Regions from separate parts of the Rattus norvegicus genome. Here all the other regions are linked to region 1. Evidence: chromatin contacts called from public Hi-C data. All regions are on one chromosome and are shown on one strand. The core of a region is the stretch at or near the end of the contact, and the rest is flanking DNA. Distances in the headings are between cores, read along the strand shown.

Region 1 (4,465 bases), core at 735-3,234:
TCTCGCCCTGAAAAGCAGCAATGAGGTGATTTGGGAGAGCCAGCAGGGGTAATATCCATCTCCCAGGAGCTGTTTTAAGTTTTGCTTCCCTTTCCTTTGATACCCAGCTTACTCTGCACCGTGGTAAAAACCCAACAGCACCTTCAGATTACTATATTTTGGAGGTATGGTCTCTTATCCATTTAGGCTAGTTGGGAGTTGAGACGAAATAAAGCACAATTAACGGCTGAGCCATTCCAGTCAGCTCCAATCCTAGCCCTGCCTATTGTATTTAAGGTGGAAAGGCATCTAAGAAAGCAAATTTCATAACGCCACCATGCACGGGGCCTTTTGTTTGTTCAGTTACACTGTGTGTCTTCTGATACTTCCTTCATTTCTTCGTCCTCATCTGAAGTGGGGACAAACGCATCCACCCTACTACGTGACAGTGAGGGTTAATAAAAAGAACCTTATAAGAAAGAGGTAAATGGTGCTATTGGTATCAACAGCAACACCACCCTTCAGTTCCAAGAAGAATGAGAGCCTCGAGAAACCTTTCTAGAAAAATATGTGTGCTCAGCGGTTTGCATCTGGGAAATAATGGGACGCAGACACCTAAGAAACGTTTTGCAGGTACCATAATTAATTTTCCCAGGCAGCCTTAAATATGTGTCTTGCTTCAAAGTTTGTTATTCCCAGAGAATTTACTCATGCCTACATGAATACACATACTTTCCTGGGAGCCTGTTGGAAAGCAAGTATTTTTTCCTACGTTAGCTGGACGCCTCTATACATAGAGTTGACTAGGGACCAGAGCCCCAAGATGTGGACTACCAAACCACTGGATAGTTATCAGGAAACCTCAACACTGAACGATGCTAATGGCTGTGACAAAAAAGAACATGGGGCTCCACAATGTAATTAGATTCAGATTGTTCCAATACAAGCTTCCATTCAGTTTTAATTTTCCTCCGGAATCGGGAATCTAACGCTTAAACACTACTCAGGAACCCAGGAGTGTGGCTTTAGAAAAGAGATCCCCGGAAAGGGCCAACTAGGTGAGACGGTATTTTGCGACCCAAACCCGTTTTCACATCACTTGCCAAATTTGACGGGTGCGTTCACCTCCACCGACGCCTCGGGATCAATGTCGTCTGACAGAATGGCCATCTCCTGCAGAGCAGCGTCATACTTGACCTGCAGGCTGTCTAGGCCACGCGTCCCGCTCCCCACGCCGCTCACCGCCACTAGCACGCGGTCGCCGTCCGGGTGCGCGAGGGGATCCAGGGGCCTCACGGACAGGTGGCATGGGAGCCGCGCCCTCAGCCGCCCAAACGGGCTCACCCTCAGCGTCCACTCCCTCAGATCCCCGCGTGCCAGGCCGGCCCCAGGGTTCGCGGGCACCGAGCCCCGCCGCTCGGCCCCACCGGAGCCGCATGTCCGGGTCCCCAGAGCTCCGAACAAGGCGCCCGCCCGCACCCGGGACGCGCAAGGAGGGAGGCGGCCGAACATGCTCTCCCTCGGAACCCTTCAGCCTCGGCTCGCGGGTCCTGAGACAGCCCGAAACACGAGCTGCCTCGGGCCAGTCAGAAAGGCGACCGTAAGCACGGTTCCGCTGAGGAAGAACGAGCCAAGTCCCAGCACAGCACTTAACGACTTAAATCTCAGCCTCAAAACGATGCCGGTAGGAAAATTAAAACGTCAAAGCGTCCTGTTGAAGCCCTGACCCTGACTAGCCACCTATTTCCGCCCCTTTGGCGGAGGCCGTCGGGAGATGTAGTTTTAAAGGAGCCAAACATTGAGGGGTTCTGGTAGCTTTGAAACTACATATCCCATGAGACAATGCGACGAATAGGCAGAGTGACAAGAGCCGATTGGTAGAGAAGTCCCTGTTGCGTTCCTGTTGCTTCAAGCCCATTGGCCAAGAGATCAGAGAAAGAAAAAAAAAAAACCTTAATCTAACTGACCAATGGAAAGGTAATATTTCAGCTGTGTGGTTACTTTGGATACGGAGAACGCGACTCTGGAGAGGGTGGAGTTTTGAAGTGAGACCCCAGAGACCAAAACACACGGAGAAAAATAAGAATCAGGACAAAAAGAAAGGGTAAGAAGCACCATGTTTATAGATGGGAATTAGATTCAAAGTTAGGAATACCCTCTTTAGATGGCTAGAACCAAACATCACCAAACTAATGTGGGTCCCTTGGAATAGAGAATCCCCCTAGCAAGAGAGGATAGACACATTCTGTTGTTTCCTCCCTTCTCAGCCCTTTAAGGAAACTACCTCTTAGAAAATACTAGATTGGAAAAGTGTTAGAATCCTGGCTCTTTCTTAATTGTAAGTGACCTTAGGTCAGTCATTGGTTGCCTTAGGGTCTTAACTGTTTGCATGTAAAATGACGTTTTTCTTGCATCGTGTTAAAGGTTTCTTTTTTCTTTTTTCCCACAAGTATCAAATGAAACAATGGACAACAAAGATGTACGGTCTACAAAACGATTAAAGTATTTTAGGAATGACATATTTCTAAGTTGCTAAGAGATTTGGAGACAATTGAACTTGTTTAGAGAGCAATCTAGAGCTCTTTCCCTGCAACTGATCCTTGGCCTTAGTGATAAAATAAAATCTCTCTCTCTCTCTCTCTCTCTCTCTCTCTCTCTCTCTCTCTCTCTCTCTCCCTCTCTTCCTCCTCTCTAAGATAATAAGACATGTTAGGAGATGTCAGATTATTTTCATGGCCTTAGTTTTGATATATAGACTGTGCTAAATAACTCTAGAAGTTAACTCTTTTCTGTTTATTATTCAGTAGGCAGTAAAGATAATGGAAAATGTGGGCTGTGGACATGATTTCATCCATACTTGCCTACTCTTCTCCCCCTTTCTCCACAGTCTTCAAATAATTCCCTAATTCCCTCACATACAGATTTAACTAATTCTAAGTCTAATGTGGTGGTGTTCACTTGTAGTTTTTCGGAATTTGGGAAGTCTAAGCAGGAGGATCTCAGATCTGAGGTCCACCTGGACTATATACTGAGAGCTCTGTCTCAAATAGAGTACAAAATAAATAAATAAAATGATACCTTTAAAGATTGGAACTCTCAGCCAAACATGTGACCCTCTCAATTCTTGGAACCTAGAATGATAGAGCGATAGGTATAAAGTCCTTGCCAGTGTCCGTGTTATTCTCTTAGTGACGACTATGGTAGTGGTGATGGCACTGTGGCAGCCCAGCCCTTCTGTCAGCCGTCTGAGAAACCCCCTGTCCTTAAGGACTTCCACTGAGGAAAAACCTACTCTTGACTCTGCAGGAAAAAAAATGTTGGGAGAAGCTAGTGTGAAAGAGGGTTGATTCAAAAGAGATTCTAAACACAGGTTTAAGCAGCACCGGGGTTGGTAGGGGTGACTGCTCACTCAGGGAGAGAAAGAGTCATATTCAAGAGCACAGGTGTAAACCTCTCAGGCTCTCTTGAGCTTGCCCTTAAGCGCCTTGGCAGAAGTCTTACAGATTCATTCTTTTAATGACTCTCAAGTTATGCCTCAAAGGATTTCTAGGAAACTTCTTTAAAACCTTTTCCCTCCCCCTTTTCAATAAGTGTGATTATAGGATAGCTCTAGAGATGTCTTGGATTGGATGGCAATGCTAAAATAAAACCATGTGTCACAAGAATTATAAAAGGGATTAAGACATGTCCTTTACTGGAAATAGGGTTTTTGGTAAGATTTCTAGAAAATTCCTGGTGTATAGCTGGGAAAGAAGAAAGGCCACATATGTTTAGGTCTTACATGTGATTCCTTGCTCCTTCAACAACCTAAGTTGGAAATATCACTATAAAAGAGATAGTGACTTTCTATTGGTGACCATCATAGATAATATTGTTTCTGCTGGTGACAAGCACTGCCAGGCTCTAGAATGAAGGCTTCTTTCCTTCCCAGGTCTCCATCGTTTCCTGTGTTTGCCTCCTGCCTCAGGAGGCTATAACACAGATCTCATGATAAGCAGGAGCCCACTCAGTGAGTCACACCATTGGCTTGGGTTCCATGTGGACGTATATACTCAGATTAGTCTTCAAATTAGCTTTTTATGAAAACACAGAGACATACTTTTTGACGTTTGAAAAAGGCACGAGCAAGTTGAAACTGCACTCTGATTTGCTGTGGAAGTGCTGTATATATTTGGACTAAATATGCACCCTTAATAAATTACCCTGTTTCTATAGTAATTTTTCCTTTTCTGAGAAAGATTAAATGAATAGAATTGGCCACTGAGCCATAATGATATCTGTGACATAGTCATTATTCCATCACTTCCGAATAAAGAAACTAAAACTTGTTGAAGAATTACCTTCCTGGTTTTACGAGGTTGGAACCTGGAAATCTGATGGAGAGTAAGAATGGTGTAAGACATTAACGTTACTAACGCCCGACAACCTGACAAGTATCAGATTCGTCTACATTTAAGTGTCTGATAGAGTTTTCACAGCCTGTTCC
Region 2 (4,318 bases), core at 1,584-4,083, 170 kb after region 1:
AGAGAGAGCTAAAAGGGTTTGCTACAGCGACAACTTGTCAGTCAGATCCAGTTCCTGGAAGTGGAACTGGTTGGGTCTCATACTTTCACAGATATCACTGAAATAGTTTGTTCTGGTTTTCAGTGCGGGTCACGAAAACAGCCAATTCCCTGTCCTGAACCTTGTTAATAATCATAACTTTGTCAATTTGATAGACAAAAGGCAAAACCAGGCCATGGATATGGTCCATTGGGTAAAAGTGTCCTGTAAGTCTGAAGACCTGACTTCAGATCCCAAGGACCCACGTAAAAGCTAGAAGCAGCGGTGTGTGCCCGGAATCACAGAATATAGGCATATATACACACACGTACTCTTTATCACCGTTTATGATTATATGCTTATTCTTGTGACTAACCCAACCCCTCTTCCCAAGAGGGCAGAAATCATTCACGTTCTGTTTGCCACTGGATACCCAGGCCCACGGTGCTGGGAGCACCTATTGTTCAAAAGTCAGCAGAAAATACCATCAGAACAATCAGCAGTCTGTCCTTCCTACCGTCTCTGGAGACCACTGCCGGACAGCACTTCAGAAGCACACGGACTACTTACCAGGCCCATGAGCAGCCTCTGGTGCCTGTCTTCCTCTTGTAAGAGGGGTATTAACCTTGGCTCTGAAATTGAACAGAGGAGCAGTCATGGGGAGGGTAGTGGTCAGGAAGTGGGCTAGAACCACACCAGCCAGTTCTTGACTTGAGCCCCTTAACCCTAAGAGGCCTAGCTGTAGGGATGCCAGGCCTCCGTAGTAGAGCCATGTGACTCCCTTCTACCTCCGGAGCCCATAGTGTAGTGGCTGTGACAGCCCCTGAGCAGACGGACAGTCAGCCACTGGGACAGACAGTGCTGAGCAGACAGGGCTGATGGGCACAAGTCATCAGACTGAAAGGACAAACTGTGAGAGTTAAGCCAAATGTCACTTTCCCCACTCTGACTGACCCTGCCTAACAAGACAGACAGGCAGGCTGGCAGGCAGGGCTTCCCCAGGTCTCCCCTAACAACTGTCCTATTGGGTTCTTCTCTCAGAATCTCTAAGACCACAGAGCAGGTATGAGGACAGAACCCACAGGCTGATGTTTTCTCCCAAAAAGGCATGGGTGCTCTATGGCCCCTCAGGATAAACACTTTCTCCACCCTCCTCAATTAGCCCTCTGGATAATGATGAAATAACTCAGAATACGCATTTAAAGACCTTAATTTGCAATGTTTTAGGCAATGACAGCTTTCCTCTCAGGAAGAAAAGCACAAGACAGAAAGGAAAAGTTTTAAAGAGCACTGAGTCACTGCCCGGCAAGATGCTGGCAGGCCTGGCACTACGGAGAGCCTCGAAACCTCCCCTGGACAGCAAGAAAGCCGCCCATACTACACAGCTTTCAGCCACAGCAGGAAGATGACCTTGGATCTCACACATTATGCCCTGTCTGGTAGGGTATAGTCCCTGGTTATAGGCAAGGATGGTCTCTTCAGGCTGAGGTCAGTTCCCTGTAGAGAAAAGCCACCTTCACGGTTCACTGGGCTGTGTATACAGCTGTTAGGCTTGCTGCTACACCATTTCCAAGTTAAATGTTCGTTACGGTCCCCACACGTATGAAAAACATCCAAGCCCATAAGACAGGAGTAGATAAAAACAGTTTCCTGAGGCCAGCCTTCATGAAGCATGATCAATATCGCCAAGGCCTGGGCCTGGGTATATTCACTGTTCTCCCTCCATTATCACAGAGTAAACCTCCTTGCCTGTGGAGACTTAAACCTCCCAAGACTCCCTCTCTCCTCCATCAAGGGAAGGGGTCCAGCCTACACCCCTTGTTCCCTACACTAGACACTGACTAGGTATTCTCTAATGGACTCTGTCCTTTCCCCTCATGCTAGCTAGCCCCAAGGACAAGGTTCAGGCGCTTATGGTTGGCATGTGGCAGCTGGCTCTAGACTCCAAGATGGTGTCCACCCACAGAACCACACTGCTTATCCAATGACCCATCTTTGCTCCCCTGGGACCAAGCCCAGGGTTAAGACCTGATGTGAACCAAATGGATGGGACATGTAAGTCAAAGTCTCTATGCAATGAGACAGCTGGAGAAGCAGCAGCTCCTGCAAGAGAACACCAAGTGCACCCGGTGGATACAGCCAGGGGCCAGGCTAAGAGATCAGCGCTGAGAGGAGAAGTGGGAAAACCAGAAGACTCCATCAGCAAACACACTCAGAGGCTCACCCTGGAGGTCCTGATACTAAGACAGATATTGAAATGGTATGTAGCAACTGTGACAGGGTGATATTAAGAGCGTTTGCTATCCATGGCACCCTATTATGTGGCTGGGAGTGATTTTCTTGCCAACCCATTGGTTAGGAAGAAAAATGTTACAAGCAAAGCACGGACTTTAACACAGGTCTTTCTTACCGAATGTTTTCATTTCCATGTTAGAAATCACCCTGCAAAAGTTTATTAAGAAAAATGTTAGGTGTTTCCCCCAGTTAGTGTTTATTTTAGTGTTTATCTCTACAACAGAAGCATCATGTTAAAACCTTCGATCCACAGCACCGTGCAGAGATGTCTCCCCTTTAAAGCCCCACAAAACCACTGCAGAAACTGTCCTCTGGCTACCCGAAAACTTTAATCAGTATACCGAGAGGCACACAACCCCAAATCCCAAAGGCCTTCAGAGCCAACAACAGCAGGTTATTTAGAAAATAAGCTCTCAGTTATTGGAAATAACGAAGGCTAAAAACAGAACAGGGGTTGGAATGAGGCCTGCACTTTCAGCCCTCGGCGATGACTCATCCACCCAGAGAAAACGCTTTCAAAATAAGAGCAGGTCCCGCCAACACAGCCCACCAACCGTTCAAACAAAGCGACCTGCTGCGTCTTCCGTTCTCAGAGGTACTCGCTGATAAAAGCCCCCTTGACCGTTTATCCATGACAAGTCGCCAGTTTTAGGCTGAGTGTCTAGAGAGGCATTTCCCGAGAGACACCCCAGCGCCCAGTGGTCTACAGGAAGCCAAGGGCAGCAGTTGACTGAGAGAATACCCTGCGGGCAGCCAACCGGGCCCACGATAGGCAGCCTCTGATCGTACTCACTTCACAGCGTTGTCAAGAATGTTCCTCACGTACATTGTGGACCTCCTTTTTCCCGTTCTCTAGGGGTGAGAACATGTGAGGATTGAGGAAGACTGAATTTTCGTGGATAGCTTTTTCGTTAGTAGCAAGAACAAATAGCAATATAGTTAAGGGTTGGAAACTAATATTATTTCCCACGTAAGAAGAGCAGCTGCTTATTCTCAGAGGACTCAATACGGCAGCAGTGCAGGGGTCCTAGGCATTCCACCTAAGCTCTGTCAATGTTTCTGTCTGATATAGCCACACTACAATACCACAGTCAGGAAATGGATATGGTACACTGTGTGTGTAGTTCTAGGCCATTTCACCATGTGTGTAGCTTTACTACAGTGTACCGCCATGATCAAAACACAGAACTATCTCATTTTCCCAAAGAGCACCCCCTATGACCAATCCCTTTACAGTCTGCCTCATCAACTCTTTCTCCTCCCAACCTCTGGCAAACACTAACTGGGGGAACACCTAACATTTTTCTTAATAAACTTTTAGCTATTCAAGTAACCTAACAATGTCTGAGACGTGATCGTACTCATTACTTTTCTACTATGAGTGAGTCACGTGTCCCTTCTTTCCATTACTCCAGCTTCTCCTCAAAGAACAGGCAGTATAGAGCAGTCCTCCCTGCCCACTGGGTTTCACTGGGGTGATATGCGTGGTGACAGAGGACAGCATGGCCAGCATGGGCCAGCCTTGCGGCTCAGCCTCTGCTGCTAGCCGTGTGTGTGACTCACCTCTTCAGAGATCAGGTTATGCCACTCTCTCCTCACGACGCTGTTGTGGTAGTGCAGGTGAGGCTTGGTGTACTTAATATACTCGAGGTTGGAGTTCAGCTTTGCCCAGTACCCCTTCAAGCTGTAGACCTGGAGACAAAAACAGCATTAGCTTGAAAAGCAGGCACCGTGGTCTCTCCTGTAGTAGGGACCACATCTCGTTCCATGCCTCTCGGGTGTTGGCATTTCTGAGCAACTCCATGTTTCACAGAACAGGGTCACCCATGAGAATTTGCAAATCAAGAGCCTAGCCTCTCTTCTTCTTTTCTCTTCCTGTTTACAATAGAGAGAACTACAGTTCATTTCCCAAAACTAAGGACTTCCGGGTGGGTTTGGCTCTGTACTCAAGGCATTTCCTCCCTAGAGAGCGGTTCTCCTGGCTCGGGTGGTGTCACCACACTGT
Region 3 (4,149 bases), core at 103-2,602, 250 kb before region 1:
ACTCAATTTAAAAACAAATACAAATGGGGGTTGGGGATTTTGCTCAGTGGTCGAACGCTTGCTAGGCAAGGCCCTGGGTTCGGACTCCAGCTCCGGGGGAAAAAAAAAAAAGACAAAAGAAACAAATACATTTCTCTGCCTTTGAGGAAAGCAGGTTTTGGTCGGCAGACCAAATAGTTTTCCCAACAGTTTTCACGACCTAAACGATCCTTTCAGAAGGTGTGTCTCCTGTAGGCTGAGGTTCTTTATTTCCAACACACACACCCATGTTGCAGGGATGCTACGGATGACTTAAAGGTACTAGCACCTAAGACAGGTGCTGGCAGAATTGCACCTCAGGGATCCTTTCTTCATAAAGCAGCGAGCAGAGTTTCAACCTGGACTTGAGGCCCCTAAGAACGTTCTCACACAGTAAGGGACACCTCTTTGGTAACAACACAAAGGCCCAAACTTTAAAATGAGAAGCAATCTATTTAGCTTGGAGAAACCTCAGCTCTCCGCTGTGAAGCCGGAGGGAAGTAATAGGGCACTTCGGGCGATGTTTTCAGTCCTTATTTTAAACAAAGAAGTGGGAGCAGGGAAGCGGCTCAGGACCCACCCAAGGCAACTTGGGCTTCCAGACTGTCTACCTCTAGCCTTCCTCCCCATGCAGTCGCGAGTGTCTAAGGCACCTCTGATCTAGCCTGTCCAGAGGTGGTTCCCGAACCTCGAACCAGTCCACATGCCGGGCAGCCCATCGCCTCACCTGCGGACCGCGAAGGGCGCAGTCGGCGCCCGCCTCGCCGCGGTCCCCGAGTCAGCCGGTAGATACAGTAGCAGGCGCCAGCGCCCAGGACTAGCCCGGCTGCCACCCAGCCCACGTCCCGCGCGCCGCCCATACTGCTGCCACCGAGCTGCAGGGAGCCGGGGTGCCAGGGCCACACGCAGGTGCAGCTGGGCCAGAACCAGCCCAGAGAAAGGAAATGGGGTTGGAGCTCCGCCTTCCGGAAGCCGCCCTGCTGAGGTCGGAAGCCCTCCCACTCTGCTCGTTGCCCTCCCTAGTGCTTGCATCTTTTTCCTGGATCAAGTGGGGGACCGCCCTGCTTGAGTCCCGCCCCCTAGCTCCGCCCCAATACTTTCCAGTCCAGCTATGCCCCGCCTCCCACTTTACTTCGCCCCGCGGGTCCTGTCCTGCCCCTGCCCCTCCCAGCGCTGCCCGCTCCTCCCCGTTCTGTCCGCCCCTCCCCATTCCCCCTGCCCTTCCCCCCCAGGTTCTTTCTTCATCTCCGGATTGGCTGAGACTGTTTGGCTCCTCCTTGGTTGCCAGGCAACGCACCGACGCGTCCCTCCGCTGCAGCGTGGAGCAGTAACCAACAAAACGCAGTAGTTTCTCAGTCCTGCTTCTGACTATGGCTTCACTACGCAACGCCCCCCCCAGGCTAAGGAACTACTTCAAGGACAACTACATTCCTCAAATCTGTGAGGTATTGGAGCTACATAGCCTCTCACACAGAGGGCAAGGGAAGAGACCGGGAGAGGCAAGGAGATTCCCAGAGCTGGAGATAGGAAATAGAGGATGGGGGAGTTGAAGTCTATTTGGGGTAGGTTAGAGAACACCGAAGGGTGACAGTGGCTAAAGCAGGGGCGGAGATGACAAAGGAAGGGGAGGGGGAGGGGGAAAGTGACAATCTCCAGGGGGAAAGAGCACAAGGCCTGGGTTGGAGACCTCAAGTGTCAAGTACTAAGTGCTATTAGGAAGAGAGACGAACAAGAAGTGAGTGGTGAGCCACTTGAAGACAAAAGACTGCAGGGGTTCTGGGTATAAGCATTTCCTCGCTCGTTGTTAGCAGGAGACACAACCTCACAATATACCTTTTTAGAGATCGCCACGCAGGCAACACCCGAGGTGTTGGTTTTAACAAAGACATGAGTTTCGGTGCCAACCTATATAAAGATAAGTTGGTTTCATTAAACTCAGAAACATGTGCTCCAGTAGATAGAGTAGAACACACCTGATCAAGACAATTGTGGACTTCTGAAGGGAGAGTCCAGCTTATGTCTTCACAATGCAGATATAGGTTTCTTTTTTCTTTTTCTTGTGGCTTTCAAGGTTACCTTTCTAAATGTTGCCAAGAAGCCACTACCTCTTTTCTTCTTCTTTTTCTTTTTCTTAAGTAATTCATTCACTTTACATCCCGAACAAAGCCCACCCCCCCTACTTTTCTCTCAGTCTTGTCCTTACAAATCCCTCCCCCAACACTCCCTCCCCTTATCAGAGGAGAACGGGAAGACTTCTCCTCTGATAACTTGGGACATCTAGTCCCAATAGGATTAATACTCCTTTTTTTAAAAAAAAAAAACTGATATCACCCAAGAGTATAGTTTGTAACAAGGTTAGATTAAAAATTGAAGTTTCTTTTTCATTCAGTAACTAAAGTTGTATAGTGGATTTATGAGCAACTTCATTTAGTCCTGAGAGTGGGTAGGCCAGGAATTCAAGGTTATGTGTTGTTTTGACTTATGTCAGCACACCCTAATTACTGGTCTTGTCATCCTTGATTGATTGAGGTGTCTGGGGATACAGCAACTAGCCCCAAGTGAGAGCAGTTTAGTTACTGTCCATTAGGTCCTTATTTAGCAGACTTAAGTCCTTTTTGGTCAGTGAAAGGCTTCCTCTCTACCCTGTGCTTCCAGTCACTATAATCCCCTTTCTGCCCTGCCTCAGGAGGACAGTATGGTATTGAAAACCAGGTTTTATACTCCCAGGAGCTGAGCAATCGCTGGTGACTCCCATTCGCCTGCACATTGGTGTATGTTGTGTGGTGATGCTGTCAGAGTTCTGAGCACATCGCTTCTCGGCCTTTTGGCTAAGATCAAGTGCAGAGTTCTGAGCACGTGCTGTGATGGGGAGAATGAAGGAGTTCTAGGGGAGGAGAGAAGTGTGCAATTCAATTTTCAGGGAAAGTGGGTACAGCTCTTAGTTTTAGGATGGTTTTGCGCCGTGATTTTTATCCAGAGGATTTTATCCAATCACCTCTGCTCACACATTAACAGCAGGTGCAAGACAGGCCTTGAGCGCACTCTCACTTTCCCTCAGAGCCCAGTAAGGTGGCTTCTGTTCTGCCAGGTCTCTCTGCATGTACATGTCTGATTCAAATCCCTGAGACCTTTGCTCTTGTAAAAGCCACCTGCAAACACGTGAAGCACATATTTTATCAAAGACAGCTATGCGTGTTTGACCTCTTCTGAACATAACCCGTGTGCTCTGAGTAAACCTAGTTGTTCCTCCACAACGCCGTTTCCCTACAGACTTGTGTACACTCTGATTAAGGAACACCCAAACCAAAGCCTGCATGCCAGTGGTAGGTGTAGTTTTCCTTGCCAGGGAGACTGAAGCTGAGACTTGCTTGAGCCCAGGCATAGGAATGGTAACACCCAAAAATAAAAATAAAAAAAAAAAAACAGAACCAAAAAACAAACAAAACAAAACCCCAGCACCAAACTAAAACAACAAACACTTGCCTGAATTACTAAGCTTATTGAATCTGCTGATTGATATTTAATTTTCATTAGTTTTGGAATTGCTTAAATCTATTATTTTTACCCAATTTTTTCTCCTGTAGAAGCCCAAGCATGACTATAATAAGATTTTACCTTGACCTCTGTTTTAGCTTTGTCCTGTTAATTCGCTTTTGTGTTCTGGGTGCTATTTTGGATATTTTCCATTGACTGATAATTTTCATAGATTGCTAAATTTGCTAATTTTGCTTTATGTTGCATCTCATCACATCCGTTGGATGCATTAAATGAAATCTTAACTGTAAACAATGCATTTTTTCAGTCCCGGAATGCCCATTGGTTCCTTTTAATGCATTCCACCTTTTAGAATTACGAAGTTTTTTTCCCCTCTGTTTTGCTAGAATTTCTTGTTTTCTAACTTGTTAACGATTGTTCTGTAAAAATCACTGTCTGGGAAGCTGGTGACACATGTCTATAATCCCAGGCCTTAGGAAGCTAGGACAAGAGGTTTGCTTTGAGGTCAGGCTGGGCTACATATCAAGTTCAAGAAACTTAGTAAGAGAGCCTGTCTAAAACAAAAACAAGAAGAAACACTGGTTCCCTCAATATCTGGATTGTTTTTTGGGTCTGTTGTTTGTTGTTTCTCTTCTC

What was found. A called contact is a pair of places that touch in the nucleus more often than the background predicts.
Region 2: a Hi-C map of Schwann cells shows a contact between it and region 1, with 8 times the contacts expected there. The contact joins the enhancer-like site here to the promoter of Ccdc146 in region 1. A contact is called at or near these places in 10 of 12 Hi-C or Micro-C datasets (the A7r5 cell line, the Rat2 cell line, Schwann cells and 7 more) and 1 of 1 datasets of contacts at active chromatin or transcription factors (oligodendrocytes).
Region 3: a Hi-C map of the A7r5 cell line shows a contact between it and region 1, with 3 times the contacts expected there. The contact joins the promoter of Fbxl13 here to the promoter of Ccdc146 in region 1. A contact is called at or near these places in 6 of 12 Hi-C or Micro-C datasets (the A7r5 cell line, Schwann cells, frontal cortex and 3 more).

What each region holds. Positions count from the first base shown.
Region 1 is chr4:14,553,426-14,557,890 of GRCr8, forward strand. Ccdc146 (coiled-coil domain containing 146) reads left to right here and starts at 1,985. Exons shown (of 19, transcript NM_001419502.1): 1 at 1,985-2,083. It overlaps Fam185a (family with sequence similarity 185, member A), which reads right to left and starts at 1,742. Exons shown (of 8, transcript NM_001395612.1): 1 at 1,083-1,742. The coding sequence starts at 1,491.
Region 2 is chr4:14,719,353-14,723,670 of GRCr8, forward strand. It overlaps Gsap (gamma-secretase activating protein), which reads right to left. Exons shown (of 31, transcript NM_001395028.2): 20 at 3,877-4,005; 21 at 3,107-3,165; 22 at 2,429-2,460; 23 at 589-650. Among named protein-coding and RNA genes, the nearest start is that of Gsap, 78 kb to the right of the region's middle. Within about 2 kb of position 2,834, at least 16 of the 93 cell types and tissues checked have an H3K27ac peak or open chromatin away from gene starts, as enhancers often do. A contact at or near this core is called in Schwann cells, where this site is marked.
Region 3 is chr4:14,305,779-14,309,927 of GRCr8, forward strand. Fbxl13 (F-box and leucine-rich repeat protein 13) reads left to right here and starts at 1,353. Exons shown (of 18, transcript NM_001103355.1): 1 at 1,353-1,463. The coding sequence starts at 1,389. It overlaps Armc10 (armadillo repeat containing 10), which reads right to left and starts at 1,021. Exons shown (of 6, transcript NM_001106576.2): 1 at 746-1,021. The coding sequence starts at 878.